Regions from separate parts of the Sus scrofa genome. Here all the other regions are linked to region 3. A link is a contact called in public Hi-C and promoter capture Hi-C data. All regions are on one chromosome and are shown on one strand. The core of a region is the stretch at or near the end of the contact, and the rest is flanking DNA. Distances in the headings are between cores, read along the strand shown.

What was found. Promoter capture Hi-C pulls out the DNA fragments that hold promoters and counts their contacts. A called contact is a pair of places that touch in the nucleus more often than the background predicts.
Region 1: a contact with region 3 is called in a Hi-C map of embryonic fibroblasts, with 7 times the contacts expected there. The contact joins the enhancer-like site here to the promoter of ADM in region 3. A contact is called at or near these places in 5 of 5 promoter capture datasets (fetal liver, fetal skeletal muscle, liver and 1 more), 22 of 47 Hi-C or Micro-C datasets (alveolar macrophages, blood, brain and 13 more) and 2 of 2 datasets of contacts at active chromatin or transcription factors (alveolar macrophages and skeletal muscle).
Region 2: a contact with region 3 is called in a promoter capture Hi-C map of skeletal muscle, with 20 times the contacts expected there. The contact joins the enhancer-like site here to the promoter of ADM in region 3. A contact is called at or near these places in 2 of 5 promoter capture datasets (liver and skeletal muscle), 7 of 47 Hi-C or Micro-C datasets (embryonic fibroblasts, fetal skeletal muscle, liver and 2 more) and 2 of 2 datasets of contacts at active chromatin or transcription factors (alveolar macrophages and skeletal muscle).

The regions. Positions count from the first base shown.
Region 1 is chr2:49,708,781-49,711,659 of Sscrofa11.1, reverse strand. No RefSeq gene overlaps it. Among named protein-coding and RNA genes, the nearest start is that of SWAP70, 95 kb to the left of the region's middle. Within about 2 kb of position 1,504, at least 47 of the 83 cell types and tissues checked have an H3K27ac peak or open chromatin away from gene starts, as enhancers often do. A contact at or near this core is called in alveolar macrophages, embryonic fibroblasts, fetal liver and 8 more, where this site is marked.
Region 2 is chr2:49,591,120-49,594,360 of Sscrofa11.1, reverse strand. All of the region lies in intron 17 of SBF2 (myotubularin-related protein 13), which reads right to left. Among named protein-coding and RNA genes, the nearest start is that of SWAP70, 210 kb to the left of the region's middle. Within about 2 kb of position 1,795, at least 10 of the 83 cell types and tissues checked have an H3K27ac peak or open chromatin away from gene starts, as enhancers often do. A contact at or near this core is called in fetal skeletal muscle and skeletal muscle, where this site is marked.
Region 3 is chr2:49,230,189-49,233,064 of Sscrofa11.1, reverse strand. ADM (adrenomedullin) reads left to right here and starts at 1,544. Exons shown (of 4, transcript NM_214107.1): 1 at 1,544-1,669; 2 at 2,114-2,232; 3 at 2,389-2,538; 4 at 2,745-2,876. The coding sequence starts at 2,135. LOC100525978 (a long non-coding RNA gene) reads right to left here and starts at 1,112. Exons shown (of 2, transcript XR_301768.3): 1 at 1-1,112.

The DNA of each region.
Region 1 (2,879 bases), core at 255-2,754, 480 kb before region 3:
TCAGTCGGGGGTGCCTCCTACTGGTGCTTCAGGTCTGATGAACTCTCCCAACGGCTTAGCCCAGGGCTTGGGAAGGGCAGGAGGCCTCCTCACAGCTGTAAGTCTTTAGTAAACGCTGGCTTGTTAGTGACACCTTTCTGAAATAAATCCCTGTTCTCAAATATATCCCTAGTCAACCCCCCAGGCACCATCAGAGACTGACTGAGCAGCCCACAGCTTTCCTCTTCCAGGCATTTAGCCCACCCTAGCCAGAGACTGAAGACATGTTTCCCTTTCTTTCTCCTTTTTTTTTTTTTTTTTTTTTTTGTTCCTTTCAGGGCTGCACTAGCAGCCTATGGAGGATCCCAGGCTACAGGTTGAATCGGAGCTGTAGCCACTGGCCTACACCACAGCCACAGCAAAGTTAGATCTGAGCTGAGTCTGTGCCCTACACCACAGCTCATGGTGATGCCGGATCTTTAACCCACTGAGCAAGGCCAGGGATTGAACCCGCAACCTCATGGATGCTAGTCAGATTTGCTTCTGCTGACCCACCACAGGCACTCCTCCCTTTCTTCTTAAAGTTAATCCCAGCATATGTGGAGGGTAGACCAGCAACCCCAATGCAACAAGTCCTTGTCTCCTTTCTTCCAGTCAACCCTGGAAGACCTCATGTAAATGAAGATACTAGAAAACCCAGGACTTCCAGAATTCCCACAGACTCCATGTGATTTTAAAAAAGAAGTGATGTTTGTGGGGGGTTTTCTTATCGCAAATACCTACCCAATGTGGAAAAATGGAGGAAAAGCAGGAATGCAAGGAGAAAAAAAAAAAAAAAATCCTGAGCTGTAACCTCCCCGCCGGGCCAGGTCCTTGAGCAGCCCAGACCCAGGAGGCCCCCCTTTGGGCATGCCCTCGTGCCAGGAGCAGCGACGGCGAGGCCGCCAGGGGGCAGGCGTGTGCCGCGGACCCAGGCGAGGCGGTCTCCAGCCAGCGGTCCTGGTGGGCGGGGAAGGGTCGTTGCCTAGGTTGCATCCTCTTGCACCGGCTGGAGAGGGGGCAGCGGGTCGTCCTGCTGAGGGCGGAAGGAAGCCCCCAAGCTGGGGCTCACCCGTGCACTGCCGCCCACTCATTTTATCTCCAGCCACCGGGAACCTTGGCGCTGCTTTCCTGTTTTACTGATGAGGAAGGTGAGGCCGGGAGAGTGGAGAGTAGGCAGTTGCCCAAGGGGACACAGGTCACGAAGCATCTAGGACGAAACCCAGATGTCCCGACTAGTCATTCCCAGCTCACACATGTGCGGGCAAGTACAGGCCGGCCTGGGGCCATGGGGGGCGAGGGTGGGAAGCCCTCTGTTCCTCCTTAGCTCCTGGGGGTTTCCTCGTGGGGCCCTTGCTGGCGCCAGGAGGCGGGTTGGCCGTGGCCCGCCCCTCCCCCGCTCCCCTTCCCCCGGAGGGGTTGGTGCGCACAGCCTGAGCCCTGTTTCTGTAAGTGCCTTGGAAAGGGGCGGCCCTCTGCCCTCTGCGGACTCGCTCGGCTGGAGGCTGCGGGTTGGGGCGAGAGTGGGTGAGGAGGGAGGAGGAGCAGCCAACAAGCAGGGGCCTGTTTCCTGCTTGGCCTGACCCCAGCCGTCCCCGGGGAGGCCCCAGCAAACTGAGCAAGGTCATCCGGGGCGAAATTCCAGCCTGAGCCCTGAGCAGTAACTTCGTTTTCCAGATAAGGCTCAAAAAGGGGACACGGAGTGTCCTCCCCACACCCCCTCTCTGTCAGCACCTCTGCTCTTGTGAAGCCTCCGCTGCAGACAGACAGCCTGGAGAAGAGACAAAGATAGACCCTGGGACAGATAAGGAGACAGGCATAGATGGGGCAAGAAACACCGAAGGGGAGATGGGGGCGGGGACGGGGCGGGCGGGGACGGGGCAGGGCAGCAGACCGGGCTGGAGCCCAGGAGGTCAGCAGAGGTTCCCGGTTGTGCTTGCTGAGGCTACGGGCTGGGCTCACATGTTGGAGAACGAGGCAATCATGGTGGAAACAGAAGGGTTTTTGTGCGGTAGGAAAATGGGTGGGACTGGCAGCCTTGCCGCGCTGGGTACAAGGCTTGTACCCAATGTGTGCCAACCTGGGACTGGTGGAGATGACAGAGGAGTCAATATGAGGCGCGACCTCCCAGCCTCCAGGAAACCAGGCCAGAGGGGTTGAGATTGGGGAAGGGGAGGGGGAGGCCCTACTTGCAGTGGAGGTGCAGGCGGGGCGGGGGGAGCGGCAGGGGCAGACAGGGCTGCAATCAGGCTGCTGAGTCTCCTGCTCAGGACCTCTTCCCCACACACTCTGTAGAATATTTGCACCCAACACTGGCTGTTTGGCTTGGCAAGTGAGCAAGGCTATAAAGTCACAGCTGGCCTGCGGGCGCCCAGTCACCAGATGCAGCTGAGTCAGTCCCAACCACTTCCCCCACCCCCTGGGGGCAAGCGCCACTGCTGGTGCCTGCACACAGGCACATCCACACAGGTACGCACCGACGCCGTGTGGCTGAGTCACAGCTGCCTCCTCAGAGAGCACGTGCCTGCTCGCACACAGGTACCCACAGACCCACACGCACCTAATCCTGAGTCACCAGCACCATTGGACCGAGAGCGAGGGCCCCCCAGAGTATGTTCTGCCTTTCCTACTTAGACACGGATATCATACAAGCACGTGGACGTGCCCCCCCCCCATATGTCGGGGGTGGAGGTGTCAATCCAGTTGTTTTGAAGACTAGAGCAATGAGTGACCAAATTCATGAATGAGCAAACAAGTGAAAATATGAGTGACACCCACCCTGCTTGGAGACTCGGTAAAATTGGTTGGGGCAGCAGCATTGCAGGGTGGGTCCCAAGTCTGTGTCTGCAGGGAGTTGTCTT
Region 2 (3,241 bases), core at 546-3,045, 360 kb before region 3:
TGAAATTATACCCAAACGCACAAACATACAACATGTGTTAAACTTAAATCATTTACTTTTTTTTAGAAGTATAGACTCAAGTTAAAAGAAACTTCAGAGATAGTTTGATTTTTTTCATTGACACATGGGAATACTGAGACACATAGGACTAAAGGGACATAACCAAGATAACAACTATTTAGAACAGTGCTGAGACCAGAAAATGACATTTTACAAGGTCTTAAATAATTTGGCTACATCCTCTCTTTCTGGACTTCCTGAGTACTACTCACTTGTGTAGATGTCATCCTGCAGCTGAGGGAGCTGAATGCTCTGTGTGCTGAACATATTCTTTGCTTTCTCATTGTCATGACACTGATTAAGCCATTTCTTTCACTTGGAATATCTTCTTCCAATCTTTAATGGTTAAAATCCCATTCATTCTCCAAAGGCCTATTTAAGTGCTACCTATTTCAAAATGCCTTCCCTGGTTACTCCCTCTCTCTTTCCTATCTATTGTTGACTCTTTGTGCCCCCCTAAAATTCATATGTTGATGCCCTAACTCCCTAGTGTAAGTAATTACGGTTAAATGAGGTCATAAGGGTGGGGCCCTAATCTGATAGGATTAGTGTCCTTATAAGAAGAGATACCACAGAGCTCTCTTCCCCCCCACATGAGATAAGACCCAGTGAGGACAGAACCCGAGAGGTGGCTTCAAGCCAGAAAGAGTCCTTAGCCAGAAATGAAATTGCCTGGAAACTTGATCTTGGATTCCCAGCCTCCAGAACTGTGAAAAAAAATAAAATTCGATTGTTGAAGCCACCCAGCCTATGGTATTTTATTATTACAGCCAGAGAAGACTAAGACATTACCTTATATAGAACTTTGTTTAAACTTCTTTAACAATTATATCACTCTATTTTAGGGCTATTTCTATTCAAGAATGCACTAAAATGCCATTTTAGAACCTCTCTCAGAATTATGTAAGATAGAACCACTACTGACGGAATTTAGTTGCCAGTGTGGTAAAACCTAATAGCAATAAATAGCATTAGTATTTATACTACAATAAAAATGGTCAAGGTACAGAGGATCTTTTTTTATTAAGCAATACCCTACTGTTTTATAAGAAAATGTATTATGAGAAATCTATTCCTACATTATTCCTATTTTCACATGTCCATTAAGATGATAATAAATATTTATTAAAAGGCTAATTTATTAGGTTTTTAATACTAAGCATAAACTATTAAATATATTAAATATGTATTAAACCAATTAAATAGAAATAATTAAAAATTGGGGGTACATACAGTCTTTCTCTTAATAGCTTTTGAGGGGGAGAAACTACCTCTGGCACATCTTGGAAACAAAGTATCTTAAACACGGGTATTGGGGGTACACAAAACACTTGTTGAATTCTAAGAAAGTTAATTACATATTTCCGGGAGTTTGCTTCTAATATTATAATTTTCATTCTAATTTTATGAGCTGGAAATGTCATCCAAGAGCATAACAAAACTATTTTACTTTCCCATAGTCATTTCAGATGGTTCTCTGACTTCTTCCTGGTAATCCCCTGCCATCAGTACTGAAACACTCCTATGACTGAGGGTTCACCCTGGTTTCATTTCCCCAATACTTAATCTCCCTCTGCAAGTGGCCTCTCTTTATCTCTAGACCTCTCGTATCATGGAAAAATCTATCAGTGACAAACAGGGGCAACTGCAAAGCTGCAGAAATTAAAAACAGACCTCATGACTTAGGTACAAAATGTTTCCCTTTGGACATAAAGGGAATTTGCTGAGTCACTGAATTAAGTATTTATAGCACCACATAATTTATTTTCTGCTGTAATAACTTCTGTAATTCAGCGGCTCCTCCACAAGCCTCCATTAAATCTATCATTTCTAAAAAAATGCTAACAATGCTGACTAATAAGAAGGAAACAGTGCTACCTAAGCAAAATAACTAGAAGAATAATCTATTTATAAAGTGCTCTTTAGGGACAAGTTGTTAATAAAATCTTTGCTCTCACTATCCACAAAGAGAGTCATTAAGTTTTGCATTTTACATTCTTTTTTGAATTATGTTATCAGGCTATATGTCACCAGAAGTTTTCTATTTCCTTAGGCTTTTTCCTTACTACACATGACAAGAATTCACAACCAGAGGAAGCTAAAAGCTACAGGTTGTAAAGCTAGCATCCCATTAGCTGCATCTGGCTGCAGATGGGTTTGTTTTTTTGGTTGGTGAGGGCTTTTAAAAAATTAAGCCAGCATTTAAAAACGAAGAGATTGTACATAAACACTAAACTTCCAACTTCTCTTTAAAAATGGAAAGACATGGAACAATGAATGTTCCTGCATTCCTGTGTGGTGACAACTGCTGGAGCCGAGGAGGAGCCACTGCCCTCATCACACCGCCTCTTCCTTTGTCCTGCTTAACTCATCTGCCTTATTTGTTTGGCCTCCATAGGCATTTGGTTTGTATTCCTTGCTAAAAGTAAACCATGCTATAGATAACTTTCTATGTGGATCTCTCCCTAAGTGCTCTAATCAACATTTGTCTGTTATACAAGCCTACTAAGTGGCTTCTGTTCCATCAACCTCTCTGTCCTCAACATCTACACTGCTGTTAAGTTTCTGAAACACATGCAGGTCACTCACTGCCCTGTTCTAGCGTATGCTATTGCATGCTTCTTAGTGACTACTGAATAATATTAATCTAAACTCCTTAATGTGACATTCTAGGCATTCTGTGACTAGATTCCAAATTAACTTTCCCATCATATTTTTCACATCTAATGACTAAGTAGATTGATACTATCTGAAAAGGAAATGTCAGGTGGCCTGCTATAAAATTCTGCTCTTTTCAACATTTTTACCAATGGCTTAAATAACAAGTATGACTTTCAGATTTAAGGAGAAGGACTAGGAAATACTTATAATTTATTTACGTCCATCCTGTGAGATATATGCCTTAATCTTTTTACTGCCTTTGGCAAGTGCTCACCCATGGAAAACAAAAAGATCTGAGATCAATGGTGTTTTAAGATTATACAAATGTCAATCATAAACATAAAGATATAGTGCTCCTTTGCCCTTTATGGCATAGTAAGCATCACCAAAGCATTTCTGGATATAGACTCTCATTTTTTCAAGACCAAGAAGAAAAGCAGGATGACAGATAAAAGATAAATAAATTGAAGCAATGGTTACACAAAGTAAAATCTGCATTTGGACAGAGGGCTCTCTGCAC
Region 3 (2,876 bases), core at 295-2,794:
TATGGCAGAGCAGGTAGGAAGCTTAGAGATCTACCAGGGGCAGGTTGTAAATGAGGAAATTATAAAAGAGATGTGATTTGCCCATGTACACAGTGAAATTATAGAAGAGATGTGATTTGCCCATGTACACAGGATGAGATTTAGAAGCTGGTCCAGAGTTCCAGTGGACCTGCTCTCTCTGCTTCTCAGTTTAGGCCCTGGGCTTCATGGACCTACATCCAGAGTAGTGGGTGATAGGACATGAGAAGCCCTCCTGCAAGAAGTAGGGAGCCCAGGAGGCGGAGTGCAACCCCTCCCCCATTCCACCCCAGAAGCTAAATGAGAAAGTGAAGTCAAGAAGCAGTGATGGAAGAGCATAAACGGGTGACAAAACAGGCTTGGGGGTGATTCATCATGAACAGGCAAAATCCTTGGGCGGGAGCTAGGACTCTCCAACCCCCTTTGATGGCATGATGACCCCAGCCTAGAAAAATTCACGCTGAGCCCCAGTCCAGTGAGTCCAGGACACTACTGCTTACCACCTTTGATGTGACTTTGGGCAAATGAGACCCCCTGTGAATCTTAATTTTCTCATTTCACCAAGTAGAAAATCGGTGTTACCTTCCTCATCTAACTCAAGGGTAGGTGTGAGGATCAAAGATCAGGATGTGGCCATGCTTTGTAAACTGTAAAGCGATTAACATTCATGAAGCATTAGTGTGCTCCCTGGCAGTAAATTCTCACGTTTACAAGGGGTGAACGTAGGCTTCGAGGGCAGCAAGGCAAACTTTCAGGTTGTAACCTTATAAGGCATAATTGGATTACTGGGGGGGGGGACGAAAAGGTTATTCTTCCTCCTAATTTTGGTTATTCCTAAATTTCCAAATAGGCACGCAAATTCTGAAACTTCAGATAACTCCCCTCTCTAAATCCCAATTGTCAAATCAGTCTTTCTGAGCCTTGCCCCTATTGCGAAATCTTGCTAGTCCATTCCAGAACCCCGGAGTCTCCGCCACTGGCAAGCCCCCCTCCTCTCAGCTGTGCTCTGTGTGTGCCCTGCCCCTGAGGCTCTGGGAGCGTCTAGGGTCGCGGCCAGGTCAGGCGCCGAGCCGGCAGGGGGCGCGGTCCACTAGAGGGCACAGCTCCCAAGGTCCTGGGTTCAAGTCATCTGCGTGCTACCGTATGCTGGCTCTTGAAGTTCTGTGTCAGGAGACCTTACACTCTTGGCTGCATAGGTCCTGGGTAAGGACCTCAAGAGGCTGTACAGCCTCACTTCGGCTCGGCTTAAAGTCTGAACCCCGTGCAGGGAGAGTCAGGGCTGGGGCAGTTCTTGCACCTATCTCCTGGAGCTCATCTCTGAGCCCTCTCGGTATGAGGGACGCCCCCCACCTCGCCCCCACCCAAAGCACGTACCCTCAAGCAAGCAATGCGCGCGCCTGATTGCAGAGTGCGCGCCCAAGGGAAGAAAGGGAGGGCGCGAGGGCAGCCTAGGCCCCGCCCCCTGCGCTCTTATAAAGCCGAGGAACGAGAGCCGGCCACTCAGTGGTTTCTTGGTGACACTGAGGCGGAACAGCTCGAGCCTTGCCACCTCTAGTTTCTTACCACAGCTTGGACGTCGGGGTTTTGCCACTGCCAGAGGGACGTCTCAGACTTCATCTTCCCAAATCTTGGCAGATCACCCCCTTAGCAGGTAAGCACCAAAAGCGGAGCGGGTTAAAGCGGGTGGGGGTGGGGGTTGCCCAAGCCGGAGACTGGGAGCTCTGGGTGAGGAGTGCTGTCCACTTTGGAGGGTCCTCTGCTGGGTGCATCCCCCATCCCACGCCCAGCTTGTGGATACAGTTGAAACTCCAGAAACCCAGTCCCCTCTGCTCTGTCAGGCAAATTACGACAAGTTGAGAGGGGAACCTCCGGGAGCCTGGCGCGGGGCAGTGGCCTCCCCTGCGGGGCCTGTCACCCGCCTGGCGGGTGCAAATGCCGCTGGCGCCTCTCTGCGCCCCGGGGAGATAAGCGTCTGAGTCAGGCAGAGCGCGGGCTGAGCCTGCCCGCGCCGGGGTCCCCCGCCCGCCTCCGTGCCCCGCCCGGCGGTGCGGCGGGCCCGGGCGCTCACCCTCGGCTCTTCTCTCTCCTATCTCAGGGTCTGCACATCTCAGCCGGGATGAAGCTGGTTCCCGTAGCCCTCATGTACCTGGGCTCGCTCGCCTTCCTGGGCGCTGACACAGCTCGGCTCGACGTGGCGGCAGAGTTCCGAAAGAAGTGAGTCTCGCTCGGGCAGCGCCTTCCCCAGTTCTGGTACCTGCAAGACAAGGGGAACTGACCATTGGTGCCAGAGGGGTTAGAAGTGAATAGAAGCGGGGACCGGCCAGCACCTCGCCTGGACAATTGCGAATCAAGTCTATTTATGTTTTTTAGATGGAATAAGTGGGCTCTAAGTCGTGGAAAAAGAGAACTTCGGCTGTCCAGCAGCTACCCCACCGGGATCGCCGACTTGAAGGCCGGGCCTGCCCAGACTGTCATTCGGCCCCAGGATGTGAAGGGCTCCTCTCGCAGCCCCCAGGCCAGGTAACTATGCCAGACGCCTAGGCGGGGTGGGCAAGAAGAACCCTCCTCCATTGCCCTGCCCCTGGGGATCATCAGGGCTGTATGGCAGTTCAGATAGAGGTAGCAGTTTCCAGCTCCCTCTGGTCCTAGAAAGGCTCCGTTCTCGGTGGCGGGGGCCAAAGACTTGCTTGATGGGGGTCTCACGTTGCCTTCCTTCCCCTCTCCAGCATTCCGGATGCAGCCCGCATCCGAGTCAAGCGCTACCGCCAGAGTATGAACAACTTCCAGGGCCTGCGGAGCTTCGGCTGTCGCTTTGGGACGTGCACCGTGCAGAAGCTGGCGCACCAGATCTACCAGTT